2 separate regions of the Ovis aries genome follow, and region 2 is linked to region 1. A link is a contact called in public Hi-C data. All regions are on one chromosome and are shown on one strand. The core of a region is the stretch at or near the end of the contact, and the rest is flanking DNA. Distances in the headings are between cores, read along the strand shown.

The links. Hi-C and Micro-C count contacts between places; a contact is called where the count stands out from the background.
Region 2: a Hi-C map of tail adipose tissue shows a contact between it and region 1, with 3 times the contacts expected there. The contact joins the promoter of LOC101121655 here to the promoter of SLC12A9 in region 1. A contact is called at or near these places in 5 of 16 Hi-C or Micro-C datasets (hypothalamus, liver, mesenteric adipose tissue and 2 more).

What each region holds. Positions count from the first base shown.
Region 1 is chr24:36,229,313-36,235,887 of ARS-UI_Ramb_v3.0, forward strand. It overlaps SLC12A9 (solute carrier family 12 member 9), which reads right to left and starts at 2,066. Exons shown (of 14, transcript XM_042240197.1): 1 at 1,945-2,066; 2 at 973-1,186; 3 at 623-757; 4 at 37-168. The coding sequence starts at 1,153.
Region 2 is chr24:36,417,994-36,425,266 of ARS-UI_Ramb_v3.0, forward strand. It overlaps LOC101121655 (insulin receptor substrate 1-like), which reads right to left and starts at 1,295. Exons shown (of 3, transcript XM_015104235.4): 1 at 688-1,295; 2 at 1-439. The coding sequence starts at 1,078. It overlaps AGFG2 (ArfGAP with FG repeats 2), which reads right to left. Exons shown (of 12, transcript XM_042240221.1): 11 at 6,922-7,007; 12 at 5,427-6,590. The coding sequence ends at 6,531.

The sequences.
Region 1 (6,575 bases), core at 816-3,315:
CTCGGGGCCACCCAGACCAGAGTGGGGCGCACAGACCAGCCCCGAAGACGTCAAGTATGGCCTCCACCAGCCCCAGCAGGGAGACGGCGCAGCCACAGACATTAGCCAGGTAGAACATCAGGCCGATGCTGCCGCCAACCTCAGGCCCCAGAGTCCGACTGATCATGACTGAAAGTGGAAGTAGGGGGTGAGTGTTAAGGGAAAAGAAACTGAACCGGAATGGGAGGCAGGGCCCAGCCACAAAGCACCGAGCAGCTGGCCCTCCAGGCCTTGTCTCCCTGAACACACGGAACTGTTCCCACACGTGGTGTGTCCCCGTGTGGCCACTCCCGAGCCACGTGGCTTTGTCCAAGTCACTAGCGCTCTTGAATGTCCTTGCTCATAAGATGAAGATTATCTGACGGGACTGTTAGAGCTAAAATGGCAGCCACGGAGACACCTGGGGGACTCAACGACAGGGGCTCTACCGTGTAGGGCCACGCTGGTGACCTTCTCCATGCCAACCTGTCCACTGGATGTTCATTAGAACTGGCCTGCCCCCCAGGAGATGCAGGGAGGGGCCCTCTCCTCCCCGCTTAAGACAGAAGAGCCCAGACCTCCGTCCACCAACGGTTGAGGATACAGTAGGCTCCGCCCCCTCGCACAGCTCCGTTGGTGGCGATGGCACAGACGGAGAGCACGGTGAGGGCCAGGATGACGTAGGCAACCAGGAGCATGGCCAAAGCCTGAAGCAGACCAGCATGACCCACCACAAACCCTGGGACAGGAGTGGCAAAGCAGGTCAGACGGCGGCTCACCCCTCCCGCCCCTCCCATCCCTCCCACCCCGACCGGTCATCAGTTACCTCAGGGTAGAGCTAAGCCCAAGGCCCCTGGGGGCCCCTCCCCCAAGCCCTTCATTCACCAGCTTCTCCCAGGGCCCTTCCCCAACCTCATTCCAGTCCCACCCTCGAGTAAACCAGCGCCAACTCACCAATCCTCAAGAAAACCACTATACTGAACATGGACAGGACCGTGGGCACCACCACACCCAGGAAGGTGGAGAGTTTCCGGGCCGGTGCCCCTCCAGGACCTCCGGCCCCATTGGCAGGGAAGGAAACCCCCTCCTCCCCCAGGAGCCGGTAGGCCAGCAGAGGAGAGTTCTCACTGGCCATGGTCCAGAGGAAGCTACCAACGGGTTACAAGGCCTGCAAAGAGTTTGCTGAGTGAAAGCAGCTCTGTGGAGACCCCACAAAACACCTCTAATCAAACACCCAGAAACTGCCTCCAAAAGGAAACACACACACACACTCACACGTTCACCAGCAACTCCAAGAGTTAATGGGGGGGGGGGCGAGGGGCGGGGAGCAGGCTGACTCTGGCCACTGCCCCACCAATGCAGGCTCCAAGCCTCAGGACTGGGTACGAAGGCCCCTCCCAGCTCCTGGGGCCACCCCTTTCCCCCATATCCCTGAGAGGAGGGATGGCAGCAGCTCTGGAAAGGTGCAAAGATCCTCCACCTCCTTAACTAGCAGCACAAGAGGAAGCAAATCCCTCAAAGGGGAAGTGAGTTATGGACAGGAGGCCCTCCTCACCCCGGGGTCCTGAGCTGCCCCCCAAGATCCTCCATGCAATCACCTCATCCCCGGGCAATAGGAAACTTCTCAATCTTCCAAAGCCCCGCCCTCCATCAACCCTCTTCCCTCAGCCCATCTCAGACAGCCTCCTCTCTCTTTAACCTCACCAGATTCCTCCCACCCACACAAGGCATCCCCCAAACTCTACCGTCCCCGCCACTCCCCGACGACCAAAACAAAAACATCATCGCCGGCCGCACAAGGTGGTCCTCCTTCCTGCACCGGTTCCTCCCCACTTTCTCCCCGGGGCGGGTTGGAGCGGGCCGAGATTCGCTTCTCCCCGACCAGGCGCACTCTCACAGCCCGGGTGTGGCAGCGCGCTCACTTACCCACTGGAGGACGCAGTCGCTCGGGGGTGATCCCCGACAGCGGGAGGGGTCTGCTACTGGCTGAGGGGGCGCGGGGGCCGGAAAAGACAGCTGCGGCTACCGGGATGCCAGGCCCGGAGCCTGCCCCCCACCCGCACACACGCGCCCCATTGGTCCCCGGGCCCGGCCCCGCCCCCTGGGCGCGCCCGGGGGAAGCCCCGCCCCACCGGGCTCACGCTGGCAGCGCGGCTCCCCACCCCACGTGCGATCGGGGTGCAGCCAGGGGTAGCCCCTCAGACGCACGTCTCCGGCACGGCGTTGGCCACAGCTCCCACTGCACCCATCACCCTGGTGCAAACGAGCGCCCGCCGCGTGGGCGGGACCCCACTCGGAGCTGGGCGGTGACGCTGCTGAAAGGGGCGTGTCCTGACGGCGAAAGGCCTCCGGCAGGTGGGCGGGGCCACGAAACCTGGCCCAGGTGCGCCGCTCGGAAGGCTGGGCCCTGTCGGCCTACGCCTTAAGGGGTCCGCCTCTTCCAGCCTCCCGGATCCCGGTCCAGTGCACCACGTTCCAGCCCCAGCCCTCACCCCTGCGGCGCCCTCCCCTAGCGCCGGGTCCAGCCCACCGGCTGCTCTCCTCGCTTCCACCACCTGAGGGCGCCATTGGCTGCCGATCCGGGCCCTGGAGGCGCTGGCCTTGGTTGGTTCAGTCTCGTTCCCCGCCCGCTCTCGTGGTTCCCAGCAAGGTTGCCCCCTCCAGCAATGATTACAGGACTTGTGAACCTTCAGGAGTCAGGATTCCCCTCCTAACTCTTTAAGGCCTTCCCAGGTGGCTCAGCGATATAGAATCCGCCTGCAATGCAGGAGAGGGAGACGCGGATTCAATCCCTGGGACGGGAAGATCCCCTGGAGAAAGAAATGGAAGATTCCCTGTAGATGAAAATGGCAACCCACTCCAGTATTCTTGCTGGGGAAATCCCATGGACAAGAAAAGCCTGGCAGGCTGCAGTCCGTGGGCTTGCAAGAGTCAGACACCACTTAGTGACTAAACCACCACCGCCCACCTTAACTCTTGACAGGTATGGTCAACATTGGCACTACCTGGTGACATCCCATTCGTCCACTGTAGATAGACCCTCCTGCATAAGGTTGCTGTGCGAGTTCAATAAACTTGAATAGGCACTTGAGAACAATACTGAAATGCTCAATAAACTATCTGCATACCATACTGTATTAAATATGCATAAGCACTTTGTGAGGTGGATCCTGCTGTGACTTCCATTTTTCACAATAGGAAATTGAAGCTTGGAGAACTTCAGTAATAATTTCCTAACTTTCATAGAGGCCTTTGTGGTTACACTGTCATTTGAGCCTCAGGAAATGAACACTGCTTTTCCTGCCACTGGGCTTTGGCTGTAAATTAGCTGTAACGTTTCCCTAAGAGAGGAAGAGATTCAAACCGGTGCGAATGTGGCTTTGCCAGGGAGCGGTCTCTCGAGTAGTAAATGCATTTTCATCAGTCATCCCTGCTACCCACGACACAGAGCTTGACTCCAGGGTCTCTCTCACATCCCTCCTATTACAATTTTTGGTGATTTCAATATCCGCATTGATGAGACCTCCAACACTCTAGGCTGGCACTTGCTTAAACTCCACTTCTGCATAGATCTCACTCTCCATCCCACCCAATGGTAATGCCTAGACTTTATCATTACCAATAACTGGATCCTTTCCTCTGTTAGTCCATCACTTCTAGTTATGCCTGTTGAGGAAAAATATTAATCTGACACTTAGTAAAACAGTAGGAAAGACTTTATTCAGGGCTACTGCAATAGGTATCAAGACACAGAAGGGGAGAAAGAATGTGCTCAACTCGAAACAGAGCAGAGAAACCTGGGGATTTATAGTCAACTAGCAGAATGAGGGGGTCAGTGGATGGAAAATTACTAAGAAGCAGCACCAAGCATAGGGGAATTCTAGCTAAAGAGGCTTAACAGGATCCTTGCTGAAGGAAGGCCAGGGTGATCAATTATGAAGGATGGATGGATTCTCTCTGAACTGGGCTAGACATGCCCAGCAAGGATGAGGGCCAAGGTGGAGGCCAAGTCCAGAAGAGATTTCAGAGGAACTTGACTGAAGTTTGATGAAGAAGAGGGTCCTTGTTATGCCCTGACCCCAGCAATCCTCAACCTCACTGGACCCCCAATTCGTTGATCCTGCCCTCTGCCCACTGCCCTCCACTTACTTCCCTCGTTACCCAGCTTAAAGTTCACAGTCAGTGAAAAGCACTGCCTTACCCCTCGCTCCCTTTATAACACCCTCCGGCAAAATCACAGCCCTGGTAAATGCAACTATCCTCCAGTCTCCTTCGCTGGCTCCTCCTCTTCTCATTTCAACTCTGGAGCACCCCTAGGTGTTGGAGAAACAGCCAAGAGGCCCCATTGATCAGAGGCTCCATTGAGCACTAGAAGCTCAGTCCACAGACTTCTTTTAACCACTTACACCCACTCCCTTGGTGATCTCATCTAATCTCCTCTTTTGAAATACCTGCTCTATAGGAGTGCCGAAACCGTGTATCTCCAGCCCAGATCTCTACTCTGAACTTCGGATTGTATGTACTTCCAAGAACATGCTTACACCTGTGACTGGACATCACATGGGCAACTCAAACTTGGCATGTCCAAAATCCAACGCCTGACCACAGCTCACTCTTCTTATGGTTGTCCCACTTTCCCAGTTGCTCAGGTCAAAAGCCTTGGGGTTATGCTCAAATACTCTCTCACACAACCCACATCCAACCCCTAACAGTTTCTGTGGCCGGTAGTTTTCAAATACAACCAGTATCCAACCGCAAATACCACACTAGTCCAGGTCACGGTCATCTCTCATCTGCATTATTGCAACAGCCCCCTAACTGGTGTGCCTGCTTCTGCCCTGGCCCCTACAGTCCATCCTAAAGGAAATCAACCCTGAATATTCATTGGAAGGACTGATGCTGAAGCTGAAGTTTCAGTACTGTGGCCACCTGATGTAAAGAGCTGACTAGTTGGAAAAGACCCTTGTGCTGGGAAAGACTGAAGGCAAGCAGAAGGGGGCAACAGATGATGAGATGATTAGATGGCATCATCAACTGAATGGACATGAGTGGGAACAAACTCCAGGAAATAGTGAAGGACAGGGAAGCCTGGCAGTCTGCAGTCCATGGGGTCTGCAGAGTCAGCCATGAGTGAGCAGCAGAACAGCTACAGTCTATTATTAACAGATTAGTTATGCTAGTAAAGTAAGTGTCCGTTCAGGACGCTACTCTTTTCAAAACTGTCCCGTGGTTTCCCATTTTCCTCAGAATAAAAGTCAAAGGCTCTGATATCTAAGGTAACCATACCTACCTCTTGATTCACTGACTACAGTCCGACTACCATAGTTTATGCCTGTTGCCTTGGCGTATGTAGTAACAGCAACTCTTTAGCCCAGAAGTCATCTATATATTACATGGATACCTTACTCATGAAGCCCTACCGGATCTTCATCTCGTCCTCACCTCCCCTGACCCTGCCCCACAATGACTTCTGGGCTGGTCCCAACAAGGCGCTACGAGCACACACCCAAAGAGTCTCCTTTGTCTTTTGGACTCAAATATTATCTTAGTGAAATCTTCTCTGCCAGTCCCACTTAAACACTGAAGTACGCCTTCCTTCCCATCCCACTTTCCTATTTTCCTCTTCTGTTTTTTTTCCCCTCCATAGCGCTCAACACCAACTAATACGTGTCGTTTACCGGTTTCTCGTGTTCACTGAGAAATGTAAAGCTAAGCTCCACAAAAAGTTAAGCTCCCAATAGGAAGTTAAGCTGCACAAATCAGGAATTTCTCTTTGCTTCGCTGCTCTAATTGCGGTAGTTCTCACAGTCCCGGGTACTCGAGCGGCCTTCAAGCACCATTCACTGACCGCCCGGGGAACCATCTCAAACCTAGGGCTTACTCTTCACGTGATTGCATTGGCCCCGCCCCGCCCACTCGGACGGGAAGATGGCGGCGCCCAGGGGGCCTCGGAGAGAGGGCAACCAACGAGAGGGCGCCGGCTCGCTAGAGCGTCCGCGCCGCCCCCTAGTCTGCGGTTGCGTCCTGGGAAGGCGCGAATTCGGAGAGTATGTGTTGGTCTTCCTCCCCACCATTTTTAGAGAAAGGAATTAACTGATCCTCAGAAAGTGCTCTATCTGACTTGCCCCTGTCTCCCTATCGCTTGGGGTTCCCGGATCCGAGACGTGTTAGGACGCGGTTGCGGGATTCAGTATCTAGGCTTTCTCCCCTCCTGTTGTCTCCCGGGTCTACCTGTTAGGACATCTCGGGGTGTCCATCCAGCCTCCAGCTCTAAGGATCCCCGAACACACACCCGGACAGCCCCTCCGAGACAGGACGCCCAATCCCCGCCTCCAGGTGCCCCACTCCAAGTTCAGGCCCTAAATGCTACCTCCCGGGAGATCCATCCTCCCTACTCCCGCCGAGAGCTCCGCAAGACTAAGTCTTGTGAATCCCGACCCCCACCCTCCCCCAGGCACCAGGGGCAGATGAGCCCTTAGCCACCGCCCCTCCAATTTCCTGCAAACCCAGCAAACAAAAGGCTCGGGAAGAGAGACAAGGCTGAACAGGGCGCCCTT
Region 2 (7,273 bases), core at 45-2,544, 190 kb after region 1:
GCTCCCGTTGGGGGCTTTCTTGGCAGTGGCTCAGCCCTGCCAACAGCACCACTGTCCCCGATTCGCTTCATGGCGGCCAGGACGGTCTCGTGAATGCTTTGGGCCACCACGGCGTCGGGCGCCTGTAGCCACAGCTCCCCGGGACCCGTGGATGCCGAGCGGCCGAGCTCCAGGAAGAAGAAAGCGTCTGCGTGGCCGCAGCGGCGCACGCTGAGCAGGGACAGGCGCAGGGCCGGCGGCGGAGATGCCCCGGTGGCCCCGGAGCCTCTGCCCCCTGGCTTCCGCAGCAGGCTCAGTACCCCAGAACCCAGGCACAGGCTGTAGCCACCGCTGCCCAGGCCTCGTGCCCGCCCCAGCCCCTTGGGTCGCAGCGTCACAGGCCAGACGTCCTGAAATGGAGCGAGGATCCAGGCCCCGGGGTCCTCGTGGGAACTGGGACCTGAGGAGACAATGGGCTGGTCACCGGGGCTCCGGGCAGGCAGGTTGGAGACACTGTGCCCGGCGGAATGAAAATCCGAAGGTGTAAACCCTTCAGGTTTGGACTTAACTTCGGAGACCCTTGGGAGGGACAGTCTTCGGATAAACCAAGTCCACAAACCTCCCCCCCCCAGGACCCCCGCCCCCGACCCCAACACACACACACACTCCCCCTGCCGCGTCTCCGGCGGCGCGGGGCTGGGGCCTCACCTGCGGCGGCGCGCGCCTCGAGCAGGGCGCTGTACCACGCCTGCTGCTCCGCCTCGCTGGCCGCCGCCACGCCCAGGCTGCGGTCGCGCGTGTACAGGACGATCAGGTGGCGCTGGCGCGCGTCCATGCGCTTGCTGATGGTGCAGGCGCCCCCCAGGCTCACACTGAACTTGGGCGGCGTTCGGCCGGCGCGGAACTTCTTCTCGCTTTCGTAACACTCGAGGCGCGGCGGGTCGGCGCGGAGCACAAAAAAGCGGCGGCGCTGGGACTTCTGCTTCCGCAGGTGGCCGCAGAGCCGCACGTCAGCCGGGCAGACCCAGGGCCGCGGCGGACCCAGGGCCATGGCGGCCGACTCGGCCTCCGGGGTCTTCGTGGGGTCTCCGGGCTTCATTCTTGCCCAAAGCAATCAAGGGGCCGGAGCAAGGGGCTGGGACGGCTGGGAAGGGACTGGCAGAGGCGGGGTAAAAAGTGCGGTCCTCGGGGACGGGGGCTGCGTCCTGACCCGTCTGGATACTCCGCGTCTCTCCTGCTCCCGACTTCGTTTGGCCCCTCGCTGCGCGCAGCATGTGCCCCAGTGGCGCCCGGTAGCCTGAGATACCCAGGGCTCCGACGGCCTCACCTCCTCTCTCCTCCCTCCTAACAGAGATTGCGCCTAAGTCCCCACCCCCGCGAGGTTAACCCTCGCGCGCCCCGGCGGTGGGAGTGGAGTTTGAGTCGGAAAGTCCAGGAGAGGCGGCCTCTGCCTCACCCCATCCCACACCGTGGGGCTGGGCTTTCGCAGGAGCCAGGGAGTGATCTGAGCTGATTGCCAAGAAGGCAGCGAGGGGAGGTGCGTGTGCGGGGAGCCACGTCTGCGGTGAACGCGCTGGTGGGTCCTCGGGGGTGGGCGGACCGCTGAGCCGGGCCACCCTTACAGCGACGCCCGCCACTCCCTACTCCGGCTCTAGGCACCCGGGTCCCCCGCTTCCCACCCATGAATGGCTCTGTTCTCTTCCTTCCCAAGTAATTCTGGGAGCCAGGGCAGCCGAGCTTTGGGCCCTGCGCATTTCAGAGGAGCTAGAGGTTGTTTCTCTGCCGAGTTAGGGCCGATAGCAGGTGTCTTGGGGGGAGTTAACTTCTGGGTTGGTCTGGTGCGGACTATCCCCATCAGGGTCCCAATCAAGTGTCACTGAAGGCGGAAGAGACCCTCTCTCAGGGCCCTTCCCTCTCGCTGCACTAGTGCCCTTGGCCCCTCCCCACCATCACTGTTCAAAAGGAAGGCTGGCCAGGCCAGGGGGAAGCTCTATGTAGACTTGCTGCAGAGGGAAGTGTCCTTTGCCCCTCGCATCCCCAGACGTTTGAAATGGGGCTGCAATTCAGACGTTTTGACACCCCACTTCTGATCCTTCCAAGGACCACCCGCTCAGGCGGGTGATGGCACTGGTCAGTGCACACTCTGTGAGACAAACTGGCAGCTGACACATGGGTGGGGGTCTTAGAGGACCTTACCATATCACTGTTGGGGCAGATTGTTTACCTGAAGTAGGGGAGCTGAGGGTTTGGGAGAGGAAGAGGGTGACTGTAGCCCCTATTAAACGTGGTGCCGTCGGGTGGGGAGGGAGTTATGCCAGCAGGACTGAAGCAAGGCCCCCTGGCTCTTTCCCCCAAGCTAGACCATGGGCCAAGCAAGCCTGAGCAGGGAGGGCTGGGTTCCCACCCACACTCCTCCACTTCCCAGGCATGGAAGGAGGAGTCTGGTCTATGAACTGCAGAAGCCAATAGTGTGATGTGCAGGGAGGCTAGGATCCTTGAATATCTTTAAGGGTTGTGTTGAAAGTGTGATACAGAGTTACCACCTGGCATTGTGAGGATGGGCATCTGCCCAGTGGGCAGGCGATGCTCAAGCCTGCTCCAGGTGCCTCCCGGTGAGCACAGCCTCTCCGCAGGTGCCAGAGAGGTGGTATCTGCAGCTCAGGTGGTACATGGGGGCCAGCTGCAGCCTCCACCTCTGATGGATGTTGTCTAGGGAGAGGCAGGTCTGGTAGATCCTGAAGTGGACATCACAACTGAAGTATGTTCAAGGTCAAGGCATCCAGTGTGGCCTTGACATACGTGCCATGTGTGAAGTGGCAGGGGCACAAAAGACACCTGCAGGACTCTCCGCTTCCTAGTCCTGGTGCTGCCTCAAGAAGCAGGGCACTCACAGGCCCAGGTACCTGCTGTGCACTTGCCTGGAGCCTTTAGTCCCAAGCCTTGATTTGAAGCTACCCCATGGGAGGGTCGGAGAAGGCAATGGCACTCCACTCCAGTACTCTTGCCTGGAGAATCCCATGGACCAAGGAGCCTGGTAGGCTGCAGTCCATGGGGTCACAAAGAGTTGGACATGACTGAGCGACTTCACTTTCACGCATTGGAGAAGAAAGTGGCAAACCACTCCAGTGTTCTTGCCTGGAGAATCCCAGGGACAGGGGAGCCTGGTGGGCTGCCGTCTATGGGGTTGCACAGAGTCGGACACAACTGAGGCGACTTAGCAGCAGCAGCATAGGAGGGTCTCTTCATATCCAGTCCTTCTAATTCCCTACCATCCAGTCCACCTTGCAGCACCCCAGGCCTTGTGCAATCACAGCCATTGTCACAGAGACCAGCTCCAGACCATCTTGTGTCACTGAACCCCTAAATGCTGGTTAAAGACAAAGCAGGAAGTAGCAGGGATAGGAGCATGGGCCCTGGGTGAGCAACCACGGTCCAGTGGGTTGGTCATCAATGCCAGGTGATTTACCCTGCTGGGTACCAGGAAAAGCCCCGAGCCAAACACATGACCTAATAAGTTGCCCCGGCAACAACACTGCCCTTGATTCTACCCAGGCAAGATTTATTTCAGCTGGTTACCCTGGTAACTCGTCTGGCTCCCCCCAGTGACAGGAAGTAACACAACCTCAGCTCTGCTGGGTGAGAATGCCTCCCCCAGCCTGAGGGGGTCCCCCTGTGCATCCCACTGCCAGCTGCAGGGCATCTGAGGGATGGACTCCCACATTCCACATGCCTTGGGAAGACTCACCACAGAGGAGCCTACAGGGAGGAGGCTAGGGCTCTGAGGCTCCCAGCTCCCTCTTGTCCCTTGGGTTCTTGCTCCTCTGTGGAGTGGCATGCAGGGACACCACCACCCGCTTCCTCCATCCTCTCCCCACTGCCAGGGCTCCCAGGCCCCAATACAGCGAGAACGGAGAGCTTGGCAGAAGTCATGGGGACTGGCTCCTGCTTCCTCACCCAGAGAGGCAGCTGCCAGTGACCTGCTGAAGGCTGGGGTCAAGCCAGAGGGCTGTTGCCTGCAGAGCGTGGTCACAGCATTGGCCAGGGGACCATGAGAACTTGGTCAGAAGCCCAGCGGCAGCCTGGGGGGAGTCCTTGCAGCCCCACACTGTGGGTTCATCCTGGCAACCACCAGGCTGGGCCTGCAGGGAGACCCTGGAGGATGGGGCAGGGAGAACACAGCCCAGTCATTATCACGTCAGGCATTCTTCCATCCTGGCTGCCTCCTTGGAGAGAGGGCGCCAGTGGAGGCAGTGCTAGGGCTGTTCTGCAGTCCTGGGCCGGGCCTGTGCCTGGGGAACTCTTGACTTTTCTCCCCTGGAGTTGGATGCTGACCCAGGGTTACTTCTCTGGTCATCCTGCCCTGGCAAGTGAGCTGGCTGGGGTCCATGTCGGACAGAGTGGCTGGGAGGCGTGGACGGGGACTGCAGGGAGGTCCTGGGCCCAGGCACCAAGCAGTTGAGATCCCTCTGGGAAACAGCAGAAGTGTGGCTGAAACAGTAAGAGGCACTGTGGCTCGTGATCCTTTAAATCTCGCCTCTAACCTCAGTGTTCTTGGTTGGGAAAGGAGTGAGGGGAGCTGGGGAACAGGAAGAAAAGGCTTCCCTACTGCCCCCATGCAGATTTCAGCTTCCCACCCCTCGCAGGCTCTGAGCAGGGAATGGGAAAGAGAGAGAGAAGGGGAGAGCTGTTGTTTAGTTGCTTAGTCATGTCCACCTCGTTGCAACCCCGTGGACTGTAGCCTGCCAGGCTTCTTTCCATGGAATTTCCCAGGCAGGAACACTGCAGTGGGTTGCCATGGAGTACCCAGGGGTAAAAAAGATGGTGGTCCACTCTTGGAGCACCACCAGGAGATGGAAGGAGGGTAGAGGCTAGAGAAGGGGAAGACACATGACACGATGGAGACTGGGCCCTGGGGAAGTGGGAAGGCCAAACCTGGCTGGGCGAAGAGCAGCAGCTAAAGGTATTTACAAAAAAAATCTTCAAAGTAAATCAGTGATAACACTGTCCCCGCCTCTCCTTGCTGCCAGGTTGTTAAAGGTCACTGAGTGGAAAGACCCAGAGAAATCCCAAGAAAGGACAGCTGAAGGGTCAGGGTTCCTGGGCAGTGGGTGGGGAGCTGCACCCAGCCCTGGGCCTCTCCTTCACCAGGTGCGGTGTTTAACCCAAGCCATGTTTTGTTACCACACAAACAGCCCAGACACGTGAGTATTGACAAAACACCCTCAGGTGGCGAGGGTCTGGGTAGGGTCTGAGGATGCCCCTGACCCAGGAGTGCTGGATTTTGATGACCCCCCCACCCCCTCCAGCTCGCTCCATTGCCAAAACTGGACTGCAGTTCAGGCAGGGGCTGGCTGTGTCCTTGGCCAACAGCAGCATCGTCAGCAACCCAGGCAGTCACGTTGACTGACACGTGGACCCTGAGGCTGGCCCAAAGCAAGACCACGAGAGACATAGATATATATATTTTTTAAATGCAGTTCTTTCCCAACATTGCCCGCAACAGCTTTGGTGCAGAGATTTGGGGGGTAGGGAAGGGGGGGAGGCACGTGGGGGAAAAAAAGGGAAAAAAAAAACACCCAGCCAATTGCACAAAGCCTTTTCCTGAAAAAGCTCAGGCCCTGGGGTGGTCAGGACATGTGGCTCCCTCCCCCAGCCCCTGGAGCTCCCGAGTTGCAGTCGAGGCCCAGATGGGGGTTCATCCCATTCCTGTGTGGAAGAGCTGTCTGGGAGGGGAGAATGGCTGTGTGTGGATACGTGTGTGTGCATATATATAGACAGATATATAATTAGCTATATTAGAAAATTCTCTATGTATAAATATAAAACACTGGTATCCAAACATGACACCACAGCTAACTAAAGTGCTTGACGGCAGTTGGGCATGTGTAAGTCTGTAGGTGAAATGATTCATCCTAAGTGCCCAGGACGTGGCAGGAAGCTGGGGAAGCGAGAACATGGAGAAAGGGGTGCTGGCCTGAGCCAGGGCACACTGGTCCCCCAGGGCCTCCTCGGCCTGTCTGATCACCATTCTGCGCCTCACCCCCCACCTTTGCCCTGCTTTCCCCACAGTGCCTCCGAGCACGAGGAGAACAGCATCAGCAAGCTGGGCACTGGGGAGTTGTTCCCACAGGGGAGCGCTGGTCAGCCTATGCCCATGGCTTCCTCCCCTGACAGGGTTCAGAGTGAAGGGAGCGCTAAGGGCAAGAGAGGAAGACTACTGTCATCATTGTTAATAATTTGAAAAATAAAACACCACGGCTCCTCTAGGCCTGGCTCTGTCATCTCACCTCTGGGCCCCCCCGACCCCCCGCTGCCTGGGTGGGGGCTGGAGGAGGAAGGGAAGGAGACCTGGGGGGGCGGCTGACCTGGGAAGCTGTCTTTTTATCTGCAAGCCCCAAGCAAAGCATTAGCGGCTCCGCCACCCTCAGCCCCCTACCCTGCAAAACAAGACCCATCTGGTCTCAGATCCACAGAAATGCCACAGGCAAGTGGTCGTCAGAACTCCAGGGAGTAGAGGGGCCCCAGAGAGCAGGCCCCCCTAGGACACAGTGCTACAAGAATGGGTTGGTGGTCGAAGGTTTGGCGGCAAATGGGCTTGATGAGGATCCAGTCTGGAAAGAAAGAACAACCGCAAATTGTTAAATTACGGAGGATGAGCTGGAGGCCACAGAGGACGTGTGGCTCAGGACTCCTTTCTCCTTCAAAATGACTGTGTGGAGGGAAGAGGGCAAATGAGGGAGCTAGGAGGCCCATAGAGGGCATGGGGAGGGTGGATGAAGTCAGGGCTGAGGATCCCTGGCTGGGCCAAGCAGAGTCTCACAAGGAACGGGCATGCGTCCTGCCCCACATCACCCTCTTCTCCTGGAAGGATTCCGTCCCCAGCCCCCAGGGTTAAAGGCCACGCGTCCTTACAAGGCCCGGACCCTGCCCTGGCGCGCTCACCATGAAGGGGTTGGTGGAGATGCCGGCTGGCTGACTCAGTGGCCTCTGCCCCAGCTTGGCGGATCCCAAGTCTCCAAAGGAAGAGCCTGGGAGGCAAGAGCAAAAATTCAGCTGACGGGAGCCCTGCCGCTCAGGCGGGTACTGCCCAGCTCGCCTGTCTCCCTGCTGGGCAGGCCCAGCTACAACCCAAGGCAGGGGCCCAGCAGGCTCTTCTCCAAAGTGGGGAATAAACATGTGGAACAATCAGAGGACACAAGCAGGTCTGCTGCTTCCCTGGGCTCCCCCTGCTGGTCCAAAAGGGAACTAGCTGAGAGGTCTGGCTCCCTAGTATGTATTCCTGACATTCACAGGC